Regions from separate parts of the Zea mays genome. Here region 1 is linked to region 2. Evidence: chromatin contacts called from public Hi-C data. All regions are on one chromosome and are shown on one strand. Each heading gives the region's core, a stretch centred on a gene start, on an enhancer-like site or on the middle of the called end of the contact. The rest is flanking DNA. Distances are from core to core; before and after follow the strand shown.

Region 1 (6,807 bases), core at 705-3,204, 990 kb after region 2:
TGAGATCATCTGGGAGCTTGAAGGAATCTCCAGGCTCGCCCTCTCGGGCTTGTTGACCTTTTCCCTGTCAAGCTGAGGCTGGGATCGAACTAGCGGCAAGCTAGCACAGTGCTTGAATGCAGTCCCTGTGTCTCCATCATCCCGATCAACAGGCATCGATACAGTCTTCTTCATCTTGAAGAATTTGTGCAGTTTCCGCTCAACATCCTTGCTAAGCGGAGCAACAGGTACTCTCCGGGGATCCACCCTAGCATAGACAGTATTGGAGAACTTGGTCCTGAGCCACGAGTTCTGCTCCTCCATAACGGCAAACAAGGGAGCTGAGAAGCACTGACGCGAGTGATCAGATTCCAACTTTGGAAGTCTGGATCCATAGAAACCACATGTTGAAGTAAGTGAAACTTCGAGCAGGGAGAAAGGAGCCTGTTAGCTCGAAACACCAACAGATGCCCTCAAACCAGGAATCGTGTCAATCACGATTAAAATCTGCAGTCGAATTCTTGCACCTGCAACAAGTTGTGAATCAGGCTGATAATCTACAGAGGTCTAGAGATTGCCCAATACAGAGGAACTGATCCTGGAACTTGAAGAGCTTGGTGGAGGTCCCAGTAGTCACGTACAGGGAGGGCTTCCCAAGAGTCCTAAAATACAGCAATAGGGAGGCAAAATTGTTAACAGAATCTGTTGAGCAACGGCAACTAATATATTGGCAATCATTGCACTAGAAAAATGGCTAGTTCAACGGTAGCAAGTATCCAATACACGATTCAAAATAATAGACACCAATAATTCAAAATTGCGGGCTGTTGACTCTTTCTAGTTTCTATTGTCACTGGGCGTCCCCAAAAAAACAGGTGTGAAACGGGTTGCAGACGCACGGTTTTTGACAAATAGTATATAGTACGCGTTGAAACATGAGGAACTGCAACAGCATGAGGATGACCGGCCCAAGCACGACGTCTGCGATTGACCAATCGCCAGACTGCGTACAATAGATCTATCGTTGTCAGGTTTATCCTTGCGACTTTCCATGGGTCGCCGCATCAAACAGTGAGCAATTGCAGCAGTAAATGCTTGCGAAGAAAACAAATGCACAAACAAAGGACGTCTTCTTATCCAAAAGTAGCATTCAGTCAAAAGGGGATTGCGGCTTCTAAAAGCCTGAGACATGCCTCACCCCAATGTAAAATCGACACGCAAATCAAAACTATTTCAATCTAATCTATCGAAAATGAAGAGTGATGATACTTGCTGGCGATCGAAAGCACGAACGGAACGCAAACCTCAAACGGAGTTGCGCGTCGATGGCGTCGAAAAGCGAGGAGTGTGTATAGATGCGCTTGCCCACCACAAGCAAAACCAATCTGGGGCTCAAAGGTAGAAACTTTAATAACAGCCAAGCCAAGCAACAACAACAAGATCGCGAAGGGACGATGAATCCTCGTCCATAGGACTTGCCTTTTGAGAAGGAAATCGACCAAAACCCGCCCACCCCGAGAGGTAAGCTGGCACTAGTCCTGGAAGGAACCACACACAAAAAGGAAAATCTTTCGAGCTGGCACCACAAAACAAAAAATCGGAGCTGAGAAACTAACCTCCCGGGGATCGCGGGCGGGCGGATGAGGCACGCGGAGAACCGGAACAAAATGCAGGGCTCCCGCCGCTCTTCCCGCTCCGGGTAGGTGGCCAGGGCCAGCAGCCGGAGCAGGAGAAGCAGACCGAGGAGGAGGAGCCGGGGATCTCAAGAGCGCATTGCGGGCGCGCACAAGGGAAAAATAAGGGCGCCTTGTGTGGTAGTACGGCGGCACCCTGCAAACGCGGCCCCGTGCCGGTGGGGTACGCACCGCCGTACGGCCTCTGCCCGCTGCGAGAGGGGCTTCGTTGAGAATGTAGCGAAGCGCAGGGGCCCCTCGTATCCTCCGAGGCTCCGACGAAGAAGATGACGACGACGGAAGCTAGGGCGGCGCACGCAGGCTGGCTGCAGAGTTCGATGGAGCCGCAGGTTTATGGTTTCCTTTCTTCTCTTGCTGGGCCCGTCAGCGTAAATACGGATACCACAGTTGGAGCCTGTTTAAACCCTGAGCCCTTGAATCAGGCTCGGTTTTCCAATTATAAGATTATCTAATAGAGTTGCATTTTTAAAATATAGAACCATAATATTAAAAGCCTCCTTCAACAGAGATTATGTATTTATGTTTAAGTTATAAAATTTTATTTATAAATTATAGATTTTTATTTTATATTTTATGAACTATGTAGTTTTTATTTGTTTAATTAAGTTTCATTAAAATGGCGTGTTTTATGTCAACTAAAAGTCTGTAAAAAGAAGCTAACATGGTAATGAGGTGGTTGTTAACCAATAATAAAGCTTGCACACTGGAGCGTCGCGTTATATAAAGATTGGTAATGGTCGATAGTAGAGTCAATAATACGGCTGATAGCATATACAACGGTAGATATAGGCCCCGTTTAATTTCATTAGTCCTAGTACTAAATGTTAGTATATATACTAAACTTTAGTCCATACCCTATTTGGTTATAGGGACTAAACATATTCTAAATATATTAAATGCAATACATAAATACTGAAATACCCTTTTCTTGTTTCACGCTAGTTTTTTAGGCAAGAATAATTGGAGTAAATATTGCTCTTTAGTCCCTTTTAGCACTCATATGAGAGACTAGAAACTGAAGCTAATTAGTTCATGATTTAATCCTTCTGTTTGTCAAACTAGGGACAAACAGATTAGTCCCTCTAATCAAACGGGGCCACCTACGGGATTAGAAGCAGCCTTAGGGCTAGTTTGGGAACACTAATTTCCCATGGGATTTTCATTTTCCCAAGGGAAATTAGTTCATTTTCCCTTGGGAAAATGAAAATCCCATGGAAAATTAGTGTTTCCAAACTAGCCCTTAGATCTTTTTTTTTTCTTCTTTTGACAATTTTCCCAACTCCTAGTAATGTGTATACTCGTGTTTACCATTAGGTCATCTTGAAGGGGAACTATCTTTTTGTGTGTGCGTAGAAAGTGATTCTGCAAAGTGAAGCAGCAACTCTGTTTGACTCGATCCCAATCGCATCTCATCATGCTCTAATTAATTCCTCCATCACATGCTTAAGCGTAGGGATCCCAAAACTGTTGGGACTCGCAGCCGGGGGTGGACGAGTTCAGCAGTCCCCAAGATTCCTGCTGCACCACGCTAGCTAGCAGCACCGTTCGTTGACGCCAGCCACAAGGTCCATTCCACCGAAGTTCGTTTGACTTCGGCTTTCCCCTAGCTCACACTCTGTCACATGCATGAGGACAACGAAAGAGGGGAACCACTGGCCACTGCTGCTGTTTGTTTATATATGTGATTATTTATGTCTGCTTATGATCCTGAAGAATCCACAGTTTCGGAATTGGACGATGTATATCATTGACAGTTTCAGAGGATGGAAATCCTGTGGCAAGTGAGATGCTACTGCCATTTGAGGTTCAGAAGCGTCGGAGACGGGCCTGAGACGAGGAACGGAGATTATTTTCAGTTTTGGACCGGTCAGCTCGTAATCACCGAGCCTACCACTTAGCTACAACTCAGTTATTATATGTAGATTTCAGATATAAATCCTAAATCCTTCTATCAATAATAAAATGACATAAGGAGGATATAGATGGACTCGTTTCTCGTTTTTTTTTCCTACAAGGACGCAAACATAAAGAGACAAGACACAATATTGGATGATCTCTTTTTATTCATTATTAGGGTGCACAATTTTATTATATAGAACGATAGAACTCTTAAGAGTATATTTGGTATTAGCCCACTAATCTTTCGCAGGGTTTTCTAGCATTTTCTCATAGATGAATACCACAACGAACTCATATCTCGTTAAAACTACAAAAATACTAGTGACAAGAAAACTGGAGAGAAATAGCGTATAATATCGCTTTTACATATTGTCCTTATTGCCTCGTCAAAAACCATATGTGTGGAAACTTCATGAAAACTCAGAATAATAAAAAAGAACAATGATTGTTTTCAAGACAACTAGAACCTTCAGAGTTGCATAGCTTACGATCTTCAGGGTTGAATAGTAAGGGATAACATTCAAAAGTGTTTCCCCCTGAGCCCTACACGTTTCTTAAGTGTATTATTCCTATATCTTGAACATATCTTTTGAATAAGATTGTAGGTGTACGTAAATGTTTGACAAACAAATCAGACATTTTATTATAAGACTTAGATTGCAAGATTTTTTTATCTCAACCTCATTATGGAGTAGTGAGGATAGAAAGTTTTAGGGGAAATATACTTAGCCATATTACTCTTAATATAGCTCGTCTCTATTTGTGCAATACATGTCACTTACCTTTATAGATAATTATGAAATTATTTGTGGTGTCAAAACCATAAGATTTATGAATATGATTAGTGATCCGTCGTAGCCAAACACATCCTCATGCACCTTCATATAATGCTATTATATTTGAGCGATTAGTAGGGATAGCTACTAGTGTCAGTTTGCTTGATCCTCAGGATACGACAGTACTAGCACAAAGAAACACAAAGTTAATCTAAAAATCTAGCATTATAGAGATTTGATGGGTATCTAACATCTATAGCCCAACAAAGTTTGATCCAAATTGAAATTTGAAATTTTTTTTTTCACACGGTTTCTAGGTGGTGAAGCAAACTTACCTCCGTTTCACCAAATTATAAGTTGTTCTAACTTTTTAGTCGAAACGTTTCAAAAACAAGCAAATTTAACAACCTTAGATAACTTAGATAACTTTAAAAAAAGTTATTTAACAACCTTTATTTAACAGCCTAACGTTTGTTCTATAACTGTTTTTTTATCAAACTTAGATGACTTTATAAAAAACTTAGAATGACACGATACATTATATAAAAGCCTTTTTCTTTCAAAATGGGTCATTGCTGATGGGCTTGTGGACCACTGAGCTTTGTACGTGGGCCATCATCTAAGAGGTTAGGTGGATCGATCTAGGAGTTCGAGGCGTCACGAGCCCAGCCCAACAGGCCCCGTTTGGGTAGGTGGACGCATTATATCATACACTTTGTTTTTTTTATGTATGGTTCAATTAAAATCTAGCGATTTTACGCTCCTTGTCGCCGTATCGTTTGGTGAGACAAATAAAATTTCTCAAATAATGTTAATAAATTTGGAATATAATAGCATGTAATATCATGTAAGTCTTGGGCTGCAACAGCAGGAGTGGCCCCTCTAATCTTCGCTCCTAATGACCGGGCATGGAATTGGTATTCAGAACTGGCTCTTAGTTGATCTTAGGCGGTGTTTGGTTCACTGAAATATAACGCAAACAGATTATATGGAGTAAGGGACACCGATATTTTTGTTGATTGAGCTCTTTCCAGTAATAGGTACTACTATCCGATTTTAATTATAACTAGTAACTATTACCACCGGTAAGAGATCTGATTACCATCCTCTTAACAACTTCTGAATTAAACAACACCTTAATCTTAAGGAAAATATCAGAGGTCGTGGTTTGATTCGACCCATTTCCATTCCTAGTTGGCGTTGATAGCTTGTTAAAAGTATATATGTCAGATTGTTTATCATCCTTTCGCATCATCTCAGTCTCTTTAGACTATATGGCCGGTAGATTGTGGATATAGCCGTTCAAATCATTGTTTTGCACTATACTATACTGTTTACATAGTACTAGTTTAAAATAACAAATAAGGACGAGTAATCTGGTGGAAGCATGAATTGGGCTGAGAGACATGAACCTTCGTTCCATCAGGAAGGTATTGGACCGAACTAGTAACAATGAGCATCTGCACCTAACACCGATAGCTTTCTTGTCGAGTTTCTACATGCATGCATCCTGGATCATTAATTGTTGGGGTGAGATTCCGAAACATACTCAGGTATTACTATAGCAGCTAGCTAGGGTGCAATGCATCACGCACATCAGCATCCATCCATCAAGCATTCAGCTAATAACGCACTGCGTCCTGCAAAAGAAATTGTGCGATCCATTCCATGGATGGGTGTCCGGTTGAAAGGCAGCTTTTGCTTTGCAGGGTGGTGTGGTGTTTTCCGTTTTGCTGCGACGGGACGGGAGACACGGATCAGATGCCAAACAACTGTTACTATGCTTGCTATTAAACTAGCTAGTCGACTTTTTATACTGGTCGGTGATCACGACGTATATACGTCCACACCGATCGATGCCTTGCCTGCTAATTAATAAGCTCCCTTGTTGCTAATCTGACACATGACCCCTATGGTATGTTCCGGTCTTCAGACATCTACTGCTTTGGTGTGTTGACACAGGCAATAGAATCTTTTTTTTTTTGTAGGAAATCGATCAACTCGCTAATTTTCAGCATGCATGTGTTAGCTATCGAACATAAGAGCTATATTTTTTCCCATCCCACTCCTATTATATATACAAAATTTTAAGTTAAAATTCGTTATATTTTAGCTGTAATAAAAAAAGAACATTTTAGCAGATTTTTTAATTTAAACTTGTCAGAAATTTTCTCTTTTTTATTACAGATAAAGTATAACGAATTTGAACTTAAAATTCTGTATATAATAGAAGTATGATAAAAAAATAATATGTATGTTTTTTTAGATTTTTTGTAAACATTGTTAGTTCATGTTTACTATGTGCACCAAACACGATATATTCCCATACAAAGAAACTGAGTACACATGCTATAAAGATGTAGGTGGATCTATAATTATTTTTTGTTACCAAAGGGATAGAGGTTTATATATATAGCCTCATATAAAAATATAGCTTCAATAGAATCCACGCCCCTTAG
Region 2 (6,292 bases), core at 183-2,682:
TTGCGCTACCAACAAGAAGATGCGTGAAAAAATTTAAAAAAATGGCACTACACAAAGCGATAAAGAGAAAGAGAGAGAGAGAAAACAAATCGTTCAAGCCTCACACTGCAGAACAGAATGCACACGGCACGTCACTTCCTGCCTTGCCGCTCCTCCGACCTCTCCTTCTCCTTCCCTCCCCGCCGAATTTGGTAAAATTCAATTAAACACGGAAAAAAATTTACAGCGGCCGGCATTTGATTCGAATTCTGTTTCCCTTGCTTTCCCTCCTACTGGACTGACTGGAGAAACTTCACCCGGTGTTGCAAAGCAAAGCAAAGCAAAGCAACCTTTTTCCCTTTCACCCGAAAAATTTTGCAATGCGGCCCCTCGGAGGCTGGCGACGACGACGTGGCTAGAAGGTCCACTTCCAGATCTTGACGCGGACCCTGACCTGGCACGCGCGAGCGACGGTGGCCGTGGCCGACGCGGCGGGCGGCGCCGGCGCGTCGTCGACGGCCGCGGCGGCGGGGGCTGGGGTGTCGGCCGCGGCCTTCGCCAGCTTCTTCGTCTTCTTGGCCGGCGCGGGCGCGGGCGCGGCCACCTTGACGCCGTCGCAGTGCACCAGGATGCCGATCTTCTTGGTCCTGAGCGCGCCAACCCGGACGCCGGCCCTGGTCTCCAGGTCCAGGACGATGGGGAACTCGCCGGACCTCTTGACGTCGGAGCCGGCCGCGGCGGGGTCGACCGCGAGCGCGGACGCGGAGACGGTGGCCCGGATGACGGTGACGTTGCCGGCCTCGTGCGCGAACCCGGGCGCGGTGGCCGCGCCCAGCGGCACGGCGTTGGCGGCCGTGGCGGCCGTCACGGCGAAGTCGTCGTAGACGTACACCAGCTTCTTGTTGGGGTTCCTGGCGGTCAGCGTCACGTCGATGGCGTCGCTCAGCGCGGGCGCGGTGGCGGACGACGACAGGCTCAGCCTCGTCACGCGCGCCGCGGTCAGCGTGAAGGCCGGCCGGTGCGGCCGGTACAGCAGGTAGAAGGCGCCCCCGGCCACGGCGGCCAGGACGGCGAGGAGGACGACGACGAGGAGCGTCCAGCAGAAGCAGCAGCAGCAGCTGAACGGGCACGACCGCCCCCCGCGCCGGCGCTTCGCGGGCGCCTGCTGCGGCCGGTAGATGGGTCGTTGGTACATCTTCGGCGGGCCACCGGCGCCGGCGCTGGCCGCCGCGGGCTGTGGGGTGGGCTTGCCGTTGGAGGACATTGTCGCCGCCGCTCCCGCTCCCGCTCCGCAGCGCAGGGGACGGCCGAGCTCCGCAGGCAGGCGGGGGTGGTTCTTGGAAGCCTCGGTGGCACTGCGACTCCGTGAGCTTGGCTGTGAGGTGTAACGGAGGAGAGAGATCTATAGGCGCGAGGGGGAGGGAAGGCCGGAAGGGAAGACGAGGAGGGAGGTCAGGTGGAGAAGGTGAGGGAAAAGGGACAGCCGGACAGGGCACCTCACGGATGGTTCGGCCTCACCAAATCATTTGTTGCCGGCTTGCTGTTGCTGACGCTTTTCCCTGTCCTCCCCTCCCCTTCTTGCTTCACCTCCTCAACTGATTGGTGGCGGGTATTTTTCCCGGGAATTTTTTTTTCTCTGCTGGGAGCCTGGGAGTGGGAGCGACGCTAGTGCTATTTTGCTAATCAAGGATCAATCTGCAGGTTAATCACTGTATTTTCTACTACCACTTTATATATTCTACTAGTAGTACTGCAGTAGCATCAGGTTTTGTTGGGCAAGTCAACTCAGTTCTGATGCCTTGCCTTGTCAAGTGTTGGTAAAATATCGTCGGAATGTAGTTTGGTACAACTTAGACATCGTCGGGAAAAAAAAATGGTTTGGTGAAACTTGCCTCAGAAAAAATGTGTGCTAAACTAAAGGCCATTTGCGAAGCATGAACAACTCTGCAAACTGTTCGTTTCAAGCAAGATAGTCATTTTGTTTGACACGTTTTGGATGGCTCGGACCTCGGATAGAACGAAATTGGCATGGAACCTGTTGACGGTGTAAGATGTTGTAATTTTCCTGTTTTCTACCTTATCGATATACGTCTATCATCAAATCATGACACATAATAGCATACAACTTTTTTTTGCAAGTCTAAATGCATCTAAATTTACTTGGACGGGTAACACGTTCTCTTGCCTACGAAAAAAAATATGTGTATCCCAAATGCAAAGAAACATCTTTAGAGCTCTTCATATTCATCTCCTGTAGACCCACACGAACAGAAGAAAAAAACCAAGCAGTTAAGTGGTGGGCTTTAGTTTCTGTCGTGTGGGCGGGTGGATGTGAGAGGCTGTAGAGGTGTTTCTTTACCTCTGGGATGCATATATTTTTTTTCTCTTACCTACATATTAGCTTAAAAAAAGTAACTTTAGTAACACGCAAGACGTCCATAGAGCTTCAAACAAAACATCATATTACCTCCTTAGATCATCTTTGTTTTTTTGCAAGTTTGATCAGTCTTATTAATATAATAAGCTTGAGCATAGTATATATGGAGATACATTGAGCAACTTGATTTTATATAATTAAGCAAAATTTCATATCTATTTGGATACAACTGACATTCCATGATCAACAACTAATATGTCTGAGGGATGCCGAATCTATGTATGATATGCTCAGAAATAAACTCAATTACCTTATTATGTGTCGTATTTTCAAAAGAACAACCTCGCTGTAGTTTTATACTTAACTAGTTGCTTGCTTAGCTTGCATAGCTAAGAATCGGTAGTTCCCTAGTTTAGCTTGTGTAGTTTTGTTAGTGAGTAGTGCTAGGGTGACTTAGCTTCGTTCACTATTATGTGTAGGAGTTTATGGTGTCCTTAGAGTACTAGTTGTATATGTTTGTGTAACCTTACCAATTAGAATTATTTAAGTGAGCTTCTACTAATCCGACAGTTTAGTTATTTGAATTAGAATTTTTGTACTCACTCCGTTCCAATTTATAATTCGTTTGACTTTTTTAACATAAGTTTGACTGGCTCGTATCATTCAAAAAAAATCATGTTTATTACTATTTTTTATTGTGATATTGTTTAGCTTATAATATATTTTAAGTATGGATTTGATTTTTTCATCTTTTTCGCAAAAAAATGAATAAGACGAGCCAATTATACTCGGCACAAAAAGTCAAACATATTATAATTTGGGACAGAGAGAGTAAGACTTTTATGATCGAATAATCATAACATCGTATTTAGTATAGATGTTTTGTAGATGAAGATGGCTAGATAGTTTGGTCTGCAACAGGCTAGTTGGAAACATACTGTGTTAGAGCACATGTTGTTGTGGAAAAAAGATGGAACTACATAGATCCATAGCTAGACCGGTTTTTGTTAGAGATTGATGATCTCGGGCTAACGTTTAGGAAGCCTAGTAGTTAGTTGCCTATGAGTTACTACAATTTCTACGTTCACAATATTTGTTACAATATCTATTTTTTTATATAACACAAACAAATATGTGTTCCAATGGTTAGAACCTGAGTGTGGGAGGGAGAGCGCGTGATGGTTCGAACCCTAGGTTCCACGAGATTTGTGTTTAAGCATATTAGAAGAAATTGGAATAAGATTGCTCATGTAGTCATGTCATGTGTGTCTAAACAGGTCATAGACATGTAACAGTCCGAGATATGTAGCATGTAACATCGGCTTGTGTGTGATTTTTTGATCTTGTATGAGTCTCCCGCGGATTAATATATGAATAAGTGGCAAGCAAGCCCTAAAAACGCTCTAAAACTTACTTAACTCGACAAGTGCAAATCTGCTTTTGGAAACATTTGGCAGACAGAGGAAGTGAAAATTTACTGGCTGTTGTGCTTGACCTGGAGCCTGACTCTAGAGATGCGACCAATTTACTCGCACCTGCAGAGACTGGTCCAGGGTGCTTTGAGTATCGTGCGAGCCTGACTTCACATCTGCACGAAGGTAACTAAACATACACCTCACACGAGTAGAGCCTGGTTGACAACAACCAAACATCAGCTCATTGTATCCCATAAATACAGGCAACCAAACTCTCTATATATAGCAGTAGCAGTATCGACACGTGATAGGAGCCCTGTGTAGAAACTTCCAGGATCAAGCTCACAATGAATTAAGAATTAGCAAGTCTACAGCCGTCTGCCATGCATGGCCCACTCTATCCATATTTTGAGACAGACAATGTATGCAGTTTGGAAGTGGTGTGGTTGAGCCCGAGTTCGAACGAATGCCTCCCTTCTCCTAGTCCTTGCAAAGATCTAGCTATGCATCCGCGTGCACTAGGCAACAGCCACGCAAAGCCTTCTTTAATTTGCTCCCATCACTTGTCATGCAGCATGCACTCAGCTGGCCCACTGTCCAGCACGTTCGTCACGTACACACTTGTAGGTCCTAATTTAGAAAAACTTAATTCCACTATAAGATTTCCGGTGATTGAAAGAAAAGTTAGCTCATTTTTCTCGTAATCTGCAGAAATCCAGATGGAATTTAAGTTTCTAAACAAGTCTGTATCCCTGCTTGCTTCACAGGGTATATGCACGACGAGGACACATGCACAGCGAGCGGAGTCAGGATTTTATTGAGAACATGTGCAAATTGATTTTTTTTTAGAAATTTGATTATAAGATCATGCATTGCTTCTCTTGTGTATAGAACACATGGAGGGGTGAGGGGGAGGGGGGTTGGGGGGAATAGAGAGAGTAGTACTGTTATTTAGTCTTTGTAATGTTTGGTACGGTCAGCTAGCCCTAGGTTTGCATTAAGACATGCATAATTCCGAGCCTTTTGATCAATTTTGTCTTCTAAATCATAAGTGCACTGAAGATACAATATATAGAGTGAGACAGAGCTCCGGAGCTTGTCTCTTGATTTTTTTCACTTAGTTTCCCCTAGAGACCTTTAATGGATTTGTACATGTCTTTAGAGCAGGTATAATAATGTGATGTGAGAGGACGGTAAGAGATGTCACGTCAGATTCAGAGAGATGTGGAAGAAAGATAAATAAAGAGAAGGAAAGCAATGCTCTTATAACTAGTAGTAGCCAACTGAAAGGAGGCTCCTTACATACTTCAAGGGTGTGTTTGGTTTGACTTTTGGCTTTTGCCCCCCTAAAAGTCAAAAGCCAACCAAAGGGCTGGATCCAGAAAGCAGCTTTTTCTAAAAGCCGACTTTCTCGTAGTGCAAATCTGAAAGCACCCCTGACCTGCTTTTACTGGCTTTTCGGATGAAACTGTGAAAACATATATCGAAGAATTTTTAACGACTTTTAGTGGTTTCCACCAAACGGTTTTTAGCTTTTTAACAGCTTATAGCCTACAGCAGCTTCTTCCACAGCTCACAGCCCACAGCAACTTTTTTCACAGCCACAGCCCAACCAAACAGACCCCAAGACACGTTGCGAGTTGGGAGAGGAAGAGATAGATTCAGTATTTAATGTATGGCTGTTTCTTAGTTAGCTAGTGCCCAAGTTTTAGGGTGATTAAACTGAGCATTAATTCCGTGGAGTATATATATATATAGAGAGAGAGAGAGAGATAGTGTGTTACATGTGGTGATGTGATGGGAGTCCACGTCATATTTGGCGTCTGAATCCAACCAGCAGCGCACAGTAGCAGACGACATGACATGCTTACCCCAGCCATCACCGTCGCGCTAACTACCTTGCTTAAGTTTGGTTGCTTCCAATCCATCCTCACACACACACTCTCGTATATATGTCGTATGCGTCGTTGCGGCGGTTATGCTAGCTGTCTGTGTGTTAACCGCGAGTTCTTGCTGCTGTTGCGACGCTGCTCTCGCGTGCACCTGAAACTGGGCGGCCACACAGAAAGCCCAACACTAACGTCGATCGAGGTTGGTGTGTGTTGGTTGCTTGCTTGCGAGTTCTTTCTGATTTCTCTTTCGTTCTTTCTTTCTTTTTTTTCCTCTCTCGACCGACTCGAGAAGACAGAGCCTTGTGCAAACAAACAAGTCATCGTGTCTTTGTTTACACACAAAGAGCAGGAGATCTAGCTGCAGCACACAGCCCAGATTCTTGATGAAAAGGACACACGACTTGTTTTGCACAGGAACACCTCGAGGTCCAGGGTCCGGGTTACGTCAATTATTAGCAAATTTATTTACACACGACTTGTCTTGCATCTTCTTTTTGAAACCACAACTAGTACGTGTTACATAATACAGGCAAGTACTGGACAACTGATCTGAATTCCGCCCCTCCTTAAGGCTGGTTTGGTGGAAGGAGAATTGAATGAAATCCATGGGAGAGAAATTATCTTGCATA

Evidence for each region. A called contact is a pair of places that touch in the nucleus more often than the background predicts.
Region 1: a contact with region 2 is called in a Hi-C map of endosperm, with 2.1 times the contacts expected there. The contact joins the promoter of LOC100279762 here to the promoter of LOC100279368 in region 2. A contact is called at or near these places in 2 of 25 Hi-C or Micro-C datasets (ear and endosperm).

Annotation. Positions count from the first base shown.
Region 1 is chr8:23,442,715-23,449,521 of Zm-B73-REFERENCE-NAM-5.0, forward strand. It overlaps LOC100279762 (putative protein kinase superfamily protein), which reads right to left and starts at 1,955. Exons shown (of 4, transcript NM_001152720.1): 1 at 1,596-1,955; 2 at 1-641. The coding sequence starts at 303.
Region 2 is chr8:22,453,169-22,459,460 of Zm-B73-REFERENCE-NAM-5.0, forward strand. It overlaps LOC100279368 (Late embryogenesis abundant (LEA) hydroxyproline-rich glycoprotein family), which reads right to left and starts at 1,433. Exons shown (of 1, transcript NM_001152385.1): 1 at 62-1,433. The coding sequence starts at 1,243. The coding sequence ends at 395.